Linked DNA regions of Sus scrofa: region 1 is linked to region 2. A link is a contact called in public promoter capture Hi-C data. All regions are on one chromosome and are shown on one strand. The core of a region is the stretch at or near the end of the contact, and the rest is flanking DNA. Distances in the headings are between cores, read along the strand shown. Region 1 holds the start of GPRASP1 (G-protein coupled receptor-associated sorting protein 1). Region 2 holds the start of ZMAT1 (zinc finger matrin-type protein 1).

What was found. Promoter capture Hi-C pulls out the DNA fragments that hold promoters and counts their contacts.
Region 1: a promoter capture Hi-C map of liver shows a contact between it and region 2, with 4 times the contacts expected there. The contact joins the promoter of GPRASP1 here to the promoter of ZMAT1 in region 2. A contact is called at or near these places in 2 of 5 promoter capture datasets (liver and skeletal muscle) and 1 of 2 datasets of contacts at active chromatin or transcription factors (skeletal muscle).

Annotation. Positions count from the first base shown.
Region 1 is chrX:83,760,448-83,766,910 of Sscrofa11.1, forward strand. GPRASP1 (G-protein coupled receptor-associated sorting protein 1) reads left to right here and starts at 4,763. Exons shown (of 11, transcript XM_021079932.1): 1 at 4,763-4,911; 2 at 5,133-5,191. It overlaps ARMCX5 (armadillo repeat-containing X-linked protein 5), which reads left to right. Exons shown (of 5, transcript XM_021079854.1): 3 at 4,690-4,911.
Region 2 is chrX:83,554,900-83,561,675 of Sscrofa11.1, forward strand. It overlaps ZMAT1 (zinc finger matrin-type protein 1), which reads right to left and starts at 4,348. Exons shown (of 10, transcript XM_021079802.1): 1 at 4,173-4,348.

The DNA of each region.
Region 1 (6,463 bases), core at 3,513-6,012, 210 kb after region 2:
GTGGAGAAAATGGAACCCTATTACACTTTGGTGGGATTGTAAATTGGTGCAACCACTGTGGAAAACAGTATGGCGATTCCTCAGAAAACTAAACATAGAATTACCATTTGATCCAGCAATCCCACTCCTGGGCATCTATCCAGAGAAAACCATGACTTGCCAAGACACATGTGCTCCGATGTTCATTGCAGCACTATTTTCAATAGCCAAGACATGGAAACAACCTCAATGTCCATCAGCAGAGGAGTGGATCCAGAAGATGTGGTACATATACACAACAGAATATTACTCAGCCATTAAAAGGAACAATATTCTGGCATTTTTAGCAACATGCCCTAGAAATTATCATGCTAAGTGAAGTCAGCCATACAATGAGACACCAACATCAACTGCTTTCACTGACGTGGAATCTGAGAAAAGGACACAATGAACTTCTTTGCAGAGCAGATACTGACTCACAGATTTTGAAAAACGTATGGTTTCCCACGGAGACAGTTTGGGGGTGGGGGGGTGTGCTGGGATTATAGGATGGAAATCCTATAAAATTGGCTTGTGACGATCATTATACAACTATAAATGTAATAAATTCATTGAGTAATAAAAAAAAAAAAACTACCCCAGGCTCCTTTTTTTTTTTTTCCCCTTTTTAGGGATGCACTCACAGCATATGGAGGTTCCCAGGCCAGGGGTCCAATCAGAGCTGCAGCTGCTGGCCTATGCCACAGCCACAGAAACATCAGATCTGAGCCACATCTGTGACCTGCATCACAGCTCATGGCAATGCCAGAGCCTTAACCCACTGAGTGACGCAAGGGATTGAACCCGCAACCTCATGGTTCCTAGTCAGATTCGTTTCCATTGCACCACAATGGGAACTCCACTGCAGGGTCTTGTATTGGAAGAATTAATATTGTTAAAATGTCCACACTAACCAAAGCCAAGTACATGTTTAATGCAATCTCTATCAAATTACTCATGACGTTTTCACAGAATTAGAACAAATAGTCCAAAAATTTATAGGGAACCATAAAAGACCCAAAATTTCCAAAGCAATCCTGAGGAAAAAGAACAAAGTTGGAGGTATAAGCTTCCCACACTTCAGACAATACAACAAGGCTACAGTAATCAAAGCAGCATGGTATTGTCACAAAACAAACATATGGATCAATGGAACAGAATAGAGAGCCCAGAAATAAACCCACACACATACAGTCAATTAATCTTTGACAAAGGAGGCAAGAATATACATTTGAGAAAGGACAATCTCTTCAGCAAGTGGTACTGGGAAATTTGGACACCTGCATGCAAATCAATAAAGTTAGAACACACCCTCACACCACATACAAAAACAAACTCATAATGGCTTAAAGACTTAAACATAAGACATGACAACATAAAACTCATAAAAGAGAATATAGGCAAAACATTCTTGGACATAAATCGTACCGATGTTTTCTTAGGTCAGTCCCCCAAGGCAATAGATATAAAAGCAAAAATAAACAAATTGGACCTAATTAAACTTAAAAGTTTTTGCACAGCAAAATAAAATAAACCATAAACAAAACGAAAATAAAACCCAGAGAATGGAAGAAAGTATTTGCAAATTAAGCAACTGACAAGGGATTAATCTCCAAAATATATAAGTAATTCATGTAGCTCAATATCAAACAACCCAATCACAAAATGGGCAGGAGTTATAAATAGACATTTCTTCAAAGACGACATACAGATGGTCAAAAAACACATGAAAAGATGCTTAACACCACTATTAGAGAGATGAAAATCAAAACTACTATGAGGTACCACTTTACACCAGCCAGAATGGCCATCATCAAAAAGTCTACGAACAACAAATGCTGGAGGGGTGTGGAGAAAAGGGAACCTTCTTACACTGTTGGTAGGAATGTAAATTGTTACAACCACTGTGGAAAACAATATGGAGGTTCCTCAAAAAACTAAAAATAGAACTATCATATGATCTAGCAATCCCGCTCCTTGGCTTATATCCAAAAAATCTATAATTCAAAAAGATACATGCATCCCTATGTTCATAGCAGCACTATTCACAATAGCCAAGACATGGAAACAATCTAAATGCCCATCAACAGATGAATAGATTGAGAAAATGTGGTACATATGTAGAATACTACTCAGCTATAAAAAAGAATGAAATAATGCCATTTGCAGCAACATGGATGCAACCATAGATTATCATACTAAGTAAGTCAGAAGAGAAATACAAATACCATATGATATCACTCGTGGAATCTAAAATATGGCACAAATAAACCTATATACAAAACAGAAACAGACTCACAACGTAGGAAACAGACTTATGGTTGCCAAGGGGAAGGAGCATGGAGTAGGGATGGATTGATAGTATAGGATTAGCAAATGCAAACTAATGTATATAGAATGGATAAACAAGGTCCTACTCTATAGCTCAGGGAACTATATTCAATATCTGTGATAAACTATATGGAAAAGAATATGAAAAAGAATTTATATATATGCATAACTGAATCACTTTGTTCTACAGTAGAATTAACATGACATTTTAAATCAACTACACATCAATGAAACAAATTTTTAAAAAGAATGCCAGTTTTCCCATCTCTTCTCCAATACAATTTGTTTTCATACTTTTTGTTTTTTGCCAGATTGATGAGAAACAATGTATCATTGTAATGATAATTTGCACTTCTGTCATCAGTGAGATGAAACATTTTCTCATATATTTAAGAAATGTTGATTTGTCTTTAGGAACAATTTGTTCATATATTTGTCTACTTTTTCTACTGGGTTGTTGGTCATTGGTCTTTTCTTTATGAATTTACAGGCGCTGCCATATAGTAAAGAGCTTAGTAAGGCATAGGTTCAAGCATGAAAAAAAGACAGAAAAGGAAAAACAAACTTCTATTAAGTCCAAATTACATGTGTCCCCCCAAATGTTCATTGCAATATGTGATATTGAGATACTCCAAGTTTCTTTCCAAAATATATTTTCAGCTTCCTCCACTGAAAAATTATAGAGAGAGCATCTTCAGTGTGGCATCTTCAGTGTGGCTTAGCCCTCTAGGCTAAGCCTTGAGGTTACAAACATCAAAGACAGAGAAACTTAGAGACAAGCATTGATCTGCAAACAATAGAAGGTACCCTTGATGACTCAATGCCCTCTCACTTCTTTCAACCTTCAAAGGAAAATCAAAATTTTTTCTATATTCAGGAAGAATGAGTATATACATTCATTAGGCTGGATGTAGTAGTGAAAATAGGAGTCAGGAAAGCAGCTAGGATCTGCCTTGAGAGTGCATAGGTAGTGTCCCTTTTCTCTAGGACAATAGAAGAGGAGCCAGGAGTGTGACCCTACCTGGATCTAACACCTGACTCTGAGGTGACAGAGAGGGAGAATTGTCTGAGCAGGTGGGGGTCGGTCCTGACAGGGAAAGGTCCTCTTAGAGCAACTGGGAGGACAGAAAAATGGCAAAGTGCGTTACCAGTGGTAATGAGAAAACAACAATGTGGCAGAAAGAATGAGGCCACTGGTGCAGACAAGTGGTTGTGTCCTCAGGCCAGAGAGCTAGGGCTGCCTTCCTTCAGAAGATGGGCAGTGGATGGGCCTCCCTGGGCGCCCCCTCCCACCTTCCTCCAGACTTTGGCCCCTGAAGGTGGGAAGCAGAATTGGGGAGGGCTGCCCCAGAACCCTGGCACCATCTGGCCTCAAATAGCCTCTCCCCTCCCAGCCTGCTTTCCTGATGTTTCCTCTACCTCACCAGACACGTTATGCAGGAAATATGGTGGGTCAGGCCTAAAAAGGGCCCATAACCAGATGGTTTGGCATTTAATCTGTTCTCACTTTAGTTCTGCTTTCTTAACTCTCTTCCACTTCATCTTCCTTTTCAGGTGACAAATAAGGAAACCATACAGTGGGATGAAGGGGAGGGGTGGGAGCTGGAGGAGGGAAGTGGTTCAGGAGTACAAATATACTTGAGTATTAATCCTCTTCCATGAGTACAGAGTTGTTTTCCAAAGTATCTAGGTGCATAAAATATCGCGGGCATCAGGAGAGGCGGAAGCATAAAAATAGCGTATGTACACACCAGAGTAGTGTGATATTAATAAGCTTCACTCCATGCATCTCTGCTTTCTCACCTTAACTTAGACCATTTTTGTGCAAGAGAGAGTAAGGGCGAGAGACTTAAAGAAGAACAAGAGAAGACTAAAGCATTTGGTATTGATCAACAAGTCCAACTTGAGCAGCTTTCCAGACGCCCCGCTCAGGTCCTGCCCATTCCTTCCAAAAAATGAGTGCTGGGAGGGGCGGCTTGGAGGGGACTCTCTCACAGAGGGGACACACAGATTTTAGAGAGGATGAGAATTTATCTTCCTTTCACTTTTCAGCCTCTCTGTCTCAAACCTTTTCCCCAACCTTCTTACCCCGACCCCTACCGCAACCCACTCACCCACCCCTGCAGATCTAGGGCTCAGGAGGGGAGAAATGTGTAAAAACTACATTTTGGTATCCGTCCGCCTTATTAGGCCAGAGCTGATTCACTGACGTCAACTCCCGAAACCGGCAACATTTCAGTTCAGAGGGAAAGATTGTATCCTGGGGCGGAGCGGGGAACTCCAGAGAGAGGTAAACTTAACATGAGACCCTTTGGTTTTAGTCTGTGTCTCCTCGTCCAGCCCTGTTTTTCCTAAATGCAGACCCCGCCCCCGCCCACCCAGCACACCGAACAGCCCGGGTGGGAGGGGCGGAGCTCGCCGGCAGAGGAAGGAGCGGCACTAAGCAAAGCGCGGTATCACTCCGCTTCCGTGAGGCCGGATCCCCTGAAACTCCTCCTCCGCGGCGCCCGCTGTCGGTTTTGGTTCAGTGGACGTGGCGAGACAAAGTCTGCGGAGGGAAAGGTAGCTGTTAAAGAGTCACTAGGAGCGGGTCGCTGAGGCGTCCTGGGGACGGGAAGAAGAAGGAAATACCCAAACGTGACAGTTCTTTGCAGTTACGGCCCTTCATCTGATAAAGCAGGTATCTCGTCCTGAATCCCAGGTGCAGGGCCCATCCCCAAACATAGTCGCCGCCATTGTCTCGTGTTCTTGCGTCCGTCTGACTGTCTGACCTTCTTTCTTAGGGCTCGGCATCTCTCGAGGCAAGGGAATGAGAAAACTGCTTCTGATCCAAGCAGAGCAGGTCAGTGAGAAGGCAGGCATCGCTTGGGAGTGTGGCTGTGGGTGTTAGAGGTGAATGTGGGAGATGTGACCTGGTCATGGGGTGCGGGCGGTGAGAGGGAGAGAGGGACGAGGGTCATTTGAATGGCATCCAACGATCAGTTAAAATCTACCTCATGCTAGCTTGATCTCCAGACAGTCGCCCCACCTCCGACCATGTTTGGGGAAGGAAAAGAGTGTAGTTAGCGGCTTCTAGTGGAGAAATGGCGGATTATATTAGGAGGAGGAGGGGGCTGCTGCTGTGGGCAAGAGCAGTTGTCTGGGGACCCCTGAGAGGGAAAAGTGTATAAAGAGGTTGTGTTTGATAATCAAGGCCCTGGATTAGAAAAGAGCCTCTTGTCCTGGCTACTAGGCTAACCGTTAATAACCAAGTCTCTCCTGCTGTCTTCTCATTTGGTCCTTTGAGTGTGTATCATGCGTTTATATCTGTAGGTTTCTTGCTACATTTGCGGTACTCTACGTTTCTGTAAAGATCTGTAGGGGTCAGCGAACTTCAAAAGAAAGGGGAAAGGAAAAAGGAATTTGGCCTAATTTCTGTAGAGTGGGCAGTGCTTGGATGGTTAAGACTAGAGCAGATAGGGGTCTTGGGGAAGCTCCAGATCTTCTTTCTGCCAGCTTTCCAAACAGGCCTCCCTTAGTCGCACCGTATTTTCAATGGTAGGCTTTGGGGAGGAGAAAGAAACACAAGAACTTAGATGAAATTTAGAAATAATACTTTTCATTGATTTCTCAGCCAGCTTCCATGGTTTTTCTGAGCATTCTACCCTTACTAACACCACTATCTTGGAGGAATGTCTCAGTTGTCTCTGCAGGGGAATTGTCAGACTTTGAGAATGGAGCAGAGGAGCTTGGAGATTTGGCAGAGGGGAGGAAGAAAAGGAGATAGAAATTTTTGGCAGTCCGGTACCTCTATCCAGAAAGAATCAGTGTCCTAGGTGCTGCTCTCTACCAAGGACTCCCATTGTCTCCTGTGTCTCTTTTTATCTCTACATTTGTGCATCTCTGTGTGTAGATCTATCCTTGGGTGTTTGGAACTCTCAATTGTTATGAAGGTTTATAAATGGTTAACCTGACTTGAAATAATGAAGAAGAGAAATATGTCTTGTATCTCTTTAGATTGTTGTGAGGGGAGAGTGATGGATACTAGAGAACGCTATGTCTTCTGTTTTGGCAGTTTACTAACCCGTTTGGTCCTTTGCTGATTTAGTTGGGAGTCTTCTTAAGTCTTGGGCAT
Region 2 (6,776 bases), core at 3,098-5,597:
GCAGTCTTCCTTCTAGGTCTGGGTAGGGATTGTACCACATGAGTTGAGACCAAACTCTCATTGCAAAAAGCACATCAAAAAGGCTCATGCCAACCTGAAGAGGCTCCCACTGGACAAAGAGAACAATTTGAACATCAAAAAGATTAATGACTACAATGGGTTAAACCACATCAAATATATAAGCATCTAGGAGCTCATTATGGCAGCTTAAACAACTCATGGCTCACCTTCGGTGGATCCCAGGGAAAGAACTCATTATTCTGAAAAGTGGAAATAATGCAAAAGAATTATACATACATTCTTCCTACCTTCCTGTGTGTACCATACCTCAATGTAACCTCACAGTTACTTTATAGAAGAATTCCAGCTAATAAATGCAGAAGAAAGAATAGAATTAAAACATCACCTTTCTGCATCTTTAATGAAATTGAGATCTAGGCAACAATCTTCAGAGGCTGCAAAAAATATGTGATGAAGAGCAGATGGGAAATCTGAAGACGGATGAATCAGTCTGACAACACCTGAGACCCAGTAATCAATCTCAAAAACACAGGAGAGACAACCAGACAAGACGAGCCCCCAGGTGTAAGGCTACAGGAAGTACAACACCACATTTGAGGTATTCTTGCCAAAAAAACCTGAATCTGATCAAGCCTCTAAATCTACTTACCAATTTAAAGGAAATAGGAGGGGGCCAGTGGAACATAATAAATAACATAATAGTAATACAATCAGCAAAATACAGAGAGCAAACTCCACAAGAAAAAAGTTATAGTTTCTTAAGCAAATAAATTAGAAGGTTAAACAAAGAGAGAGTAGGCATTATTTAGATAAAAAAGAGACATTTCAGATATATTAAAATTAAAATCACAGGAGATACTACCACACATGGACTAGAAGAACAAGAATGAAAAAGGTAGAGTTCCCATTGTGGTACAGTGGAAACGAATGCAACTAGGAACCATGAGGTTGCAGGTTCAATCCCTGGCCTTGCTCAGTGGGTTAAGGATCTGGCATTGCCATGAACTATGGTGTAAGTTGCAGGCGTGGCTCAGATCTGCCATTGCTGTGGCTGTGGTGTAGGCCAGCGGCTATAGCTCCGATTTGACCCCTAGCCTGGTAACCTCCATATGCCGTGGGTATGGCCCTAAAAAGACAAAAGACAAAAAATAAATAAATAAAAATAAAAATAAAAATAAAGTAGTTTAAAAAAAAGAATGAAAAAGGTGGAAAATACCAAGTGTTGGCAAGGACAAAGAGCAAATAGAACTTTCATAATCTGCTGGTGGTGAATATAGATTGGAACAGCTACTTTAAAAAATTCATTGGAAGTATCTACTGAACTGAACATACACCTACTCAGAAATGCCACTCCTAGGTACATGCCCAAGAAATGAAAAAAAAAAATCCATCCAAGAAAGTTCATGGCTCCATTATTCAATATTCAGTCACAAAACTGGAAAAAACTGAAATCTCCACAACAGATAAAAATATTGTGAAATATCCATACAATGCATTTTGTTTTTATAATCGTTCCCTTTCTGTTTTTCTTAAAACTCAAGTGCACACTAGAATGACTCCTGAAGTCTAATTTCCACAGAAAGAGATATGAACCCAGCCTAACGTTAACCACTGTGGGCTGAGATAGTTCAAAAAATGTCTTTTTTCTTCTTCCTAGGTATACTGGTTCAGAATGTGGGCTTTAGAGACCAAGTCCTACCACTAGTTCTGTCACTTACAAACTGTGTGAGTTTGAATACTCTTCCTTCACCCTTTAGTCACTCAATTGTCTCATCTGCAAAACCAAGATTATATGGTACTGACTGTAGAAGAAAAAAAACATTTAAACAATATTGCTTTGTGTTTTGGTTTTTTACAAGGATACATGTTCAAGAATCACATTATTTTAAAAATTCAAGTGCAGGAGTTCCCGTCGTGGCGCAGTGGTTAACGAATCCGACTAGGAACCATGAGGTTGTGGGTTCGGTCCCTGCCTTTGTTCAGTGGGTTAACGATCCGGCGTTGCTGTGAGCTGTGGTGTAGCAGACGCGGCTCGGATCCCGAGTTGCTGTGGCTCTGGTGTAGGCCGGGGGCTACAGCTCCGATTCGACCCCTAGCCTGGGAAACTCCATATGCCGTGGGAGCGGCCCAAAGAAATAGCAAAAAGACAAAAAAAAAAAAAAAAAAAAAAAAGAAAAAGGTTTCATAGAAAAGATGTTTGAAATGTCTTTGGAAAAAAATAAAAAATAAAAATTCAAGTGCAGAGATGCTGTTATACTGTACTCTGTGATCTTGGGAGAGTAAAAGTCTCTCACTGACTTTTCTGTAAAATGGTCAAAAAAACAATCATCTGTACCTCATGGGTTGTTGCTTTGAGAATTAATTAACACATGAAAAATCTTAGAACAGTGCTAGACATACAGTAACAACTCAATAAATCTAGGTTTTTTTTAAAAGAAATACAAGTTGAGATTTTTATCATTATGATAGTTTGAGTTTGTATGTGTCTTTACTTAATGATCTAACAACTGAATCCTATTCACTGAAGGATAGATTTTGTACATCACTAACTTTCACTATAACCACTGTTGGATACCTAACTAATTATCATGAAGACGTCTCAAGGCAGTTAGAACAACTGATCTTAGGGAAACACACCACCATTTCTGTATGTAGCTGAACAAAAAGCCGAGGGCTCATCCTGGATCTTGCCTTATCCTCATATTAACCTCCTGCAAACACACAGGCATTACAGGTCCATTCTGTCCTACCTCCAGTGCACTGGCCCTCCCTTCTCACCTAGGAGCACAAATTGTTTTTCCACACAGGACCACAAAAACTCCACAATATTCCTGGGTGGTCTGGAGCACTGAGTACTGTTACCCTGTTGTATAGAAGACAATGGCGGGAAGGGTGGGGACTTACCTAAAGTGTCCCAATGATGGGGCCCAATTTCCTCACTCCTGCTCTAGGAACCTGTCTAGTAGACTCAACATCATACTTGGTTCTTTTCTATTGGCTCTTTCCCCTGGGGCTCAGAGTCCACACCCTTCTCTGATCCTTCAGTAGAAGGGAAGGGGATAAGACAGCACATGGAATAGAGAGGAACGTAAGAAGAAGGGAAAGCACATGACATACAGGGGAAGGGGCGAGGAGGCTCTGTCTGTCCCCTCTCAGTTCACTGGACACTGTGCAGTGACGCTTTGCCTCTTCCCCCTCCACACACAGCTGTGATACTGAAGCTCATGTGTCATGGACATGTGCTTATCCCTGCTTGTGTTACACTCCTCAGTAGTCACCCTGAAGGTCATGCTATTATGTTAATGTCTGAGGCATCACATTGACAGAGTGAAGGAGGTAAAGTTGGAACAGAAAACTAACATTTTGAGGCCCCGCTAGATGCCACACAGGATAGGTTGTAATTTTTTGGACTTTTTCTCTTCAAATCCTCAAAGCAATTCTCTGGGGTGGGTATCATTACTTCCTTTCTACAGACTGGGAGACTGTTGGGCTCTGAGAACAAAGTACCTGATCAAAAAATTCTAGGGAGGTGTCAATGGACCTAGAAGCCAACTTGAAGGGACTAACACTGGCCAATTCTGTGACAATTTGAGCATCAAAATACAAATAATAGTAACAGATGTAAAAAAGGTAACACTTTGAGCAAAGTAGGAATCTGTGAGTCATACTGACGTAAATAAACACATGGATAAATATATAAATAAAGGAGAGAGGAAAGCTCTACCCTACAGTCAAATGCCAACTAATAAAACTGGAAGTTATGAATTAGAAAAGTAACACTTGACAACTATCATAGTAACAAATGACTCAGCCAAGAATTTTTTCAAAAAAGTATGATCTGTCTGCACTAAATCCCACAGCAGTCACCGAGCCACCGTGGTAACCAAGCTGGCCAAGGAAAGCTGAGAAAAAAAACAGTAACCCAATTTGGTGCCTAATATGTGCCAGGAACTGAACAGGACACAGGCACACACATATACGCATATGCTCTCTCCCTCTCTCTCACTACCCAAGACTTTGCCTTATCCTCCCTAGACCCTATTTTTAAAAGGAAAATAGTTCAGGACACCCCGGGAGCAGGACACCACACTCACTGGGGCCGGGGCGGGGGAGGGGGGGAAACACCCCAAGGGCCCATCTCTCTGCCTCACCAGACAGCCCAGGCACCGATTCCCAAAGCTGGAAAGGCACGACTTGGATCCCTTTGTCTCCCCACACCCCAGGGCTATTCAGCCCCCACCGCGGGGACCCACACCCTCAACTGAGTCCTGAACACCTGAAGGCGGGACCTGATTTTTCTTGTCAGGCCACGTCTGTCTCTATAGAAAAGTCGTCACGGTCGGTCGCCATATTGACGTCATGTTTCTATGGCAACCGCGATGCGCTGGCCAGTCCCCCCCCCACACACCGGAAATGCTACTACACACTCCACCCACCTGGCTTTTCGCTTGAAAGCAAAACGCCTTCGCTCTTCAGGCGGCAACATGAGAAAGCATTCTAATTAGAAGACCTAGACTGGCGTCCAGGCAATTGGCGGAATTCTGCCTGGTTTGGTGGAACAGACCGTGTCCCTGCTGTAAGGAATTTTGTTTGTTCTAAAGAGACAGTAGAGTAGTATTTTCAATGTGCAGAGACCCAAGGAAGTATCCTAGGATTCTTGGAGATGAGCTAGTCCTCACAGGATGAACCTGTAAAATCACAAGCCATGCTAAGCAGTTAGTTTATCTGTGGCAGAATACTAAGACACTATAATTATGTGACTGAATGATGTAGAAATATCAAAAAATGGTTGATGATCTTCTCTTGCCACAAATACTTCAGAAAATTCATCCTGCCTGACAGAAATGGTTCCCAAACTTCATTCTACACATTTTTTTTTGTCTTTTTAGGGCCACACCTGTGGCATATGGAGGCTCCCAGGCTAGGGGTCTAATCGGAGCTACAACTGCTGGCCTAGGCCAGAGCCACAGCAGTGCCAAATCCGAGCCACGTCTGCGACCTATACCACAGCTCACAACAATGCCAGATCCTTAACCCACTAAGCAAGGCCAGGGATCGAACCTGCAACCTCATGGTTCCTAGTCAGATTCGTTTCTGCTGCACCATGATGGGAACTCCCATTCTACACATTTTACTTCTTGCTGTTACATTTTCAGGTGGTCTCTATGGCAGTTAAACTTTGGTTTAGATCAAAGTCATTTTTTTCTCTGGGTGAGAGGAGAAAGATGAGCCAAGATTTACATTTGTTCAAGTCCTACTACATGCTGTACACTCTATACAGGATTTCCCATTTGTACCTCACAACAGTTCTGTAAGAAAGACATCATAGGTCTCCTTTACAGATGACCATGTACAGGCTAACAGAGGTAAAACAAGTATTCCAGAATCACCCATGAAGTTAGGGGCAAAATGAGGTTCACAACTTAGTGTTCAAGCAACTTTCAGTTTTGGACAGGAACGGAGAACTTAGCGTTTGGCTCTCTATGGATTCACATCCGCTCCCGACTTTTTACTTTTGCTGCCCTTAAGGTCACTAACTTTCTTTTGCAGGGATGAGTGCGGTCCTTCTTGAGATTTCATTGATAGCTGTTATATTTCTGAATAGTTATACATAGGTGTCAGTGAAACGAACTACCATGTGAACAAAAAGAATGCATTTGGAAAACCAATTTAATTCCAGTGCAACTTTTACAAAAGTCTCAAAGTTTAAAATATGTTTGTGTTGTTAGTAAAGCCATGCCATTTGTTATCTAATAGTGTTTTTTAAACAATAATTTCAGAGAACCAGGATCAGTAATTTTTCCAAAATGCTTATTTGAGAAATGTTCACTAAAAGTCTATTCACTATAAATATAGACAGATCAAAAAAGTGGGGCTCAGCTTTTGCCCTTATCACAATATACCATGGATTATTATTATTATTTATTTATTTATTTTATTTTTTTGTCTTTTTGCCATTTCTAGAGCCGCTCCCGCGGCATATGGAGGTTCCCAGGCTAGGGGTCCAATCGGAGCTGTAGCCTCCGGCCTACGCCAGAGCCACAGCAACTCGGGATCCGAGCCGCGTCTGCAACCTACACCACAGCTCACGGCAACGCTGGATCGTTAACCCACTGAGCAAGGGCAGGGACCAAACCCGCAACCTCATGGTTCCTAGTCGGATCCGTTAACCACTGCTCCACGACAGGAACTCCGCCATGGATTATTTTTTAAGTTTTATCGAATTATAGTTGTTTACAATGTTGTAACAATTTCTGCTGTACAACAAAGTGATTCAGTTATACATACACACATATATATATATATCAACTTTTTTCAGATTCTTTTCCCATATAGGTTATTACAGAATACAGAGTAGAGTTCCCTATACACACCATCCATTCCATAATATGCCATACACTCTTTTTTTTTTTTTTTTTTTTTTTGCCTTTTTAGGGCTGCACATGCAGCATATGGAGGTTCCCAGGCTAGGGGTCTAATTGGAGCTACTGCTGCCGGCCTATGCCACAGCCACAGCAACGTGGGATCCGAGTCTCATGGTTCCTAGTTGGATTCATTTTCGCTGCGTCACGAAGGGAACTCCAGCCATACCTTCTTAACAGAGGCAACATCTCCCCCGAGGAACTGAAAATTGATTTTTAAGGGTGAAGAGATTTTAGGTAGCACTTTGTTTTTTTGTCCTCTGAAAGATCAAGGTGCACAAACAGATATACACCACACCCCTGGTATTAATATCACATTCAATGGATGGGGCA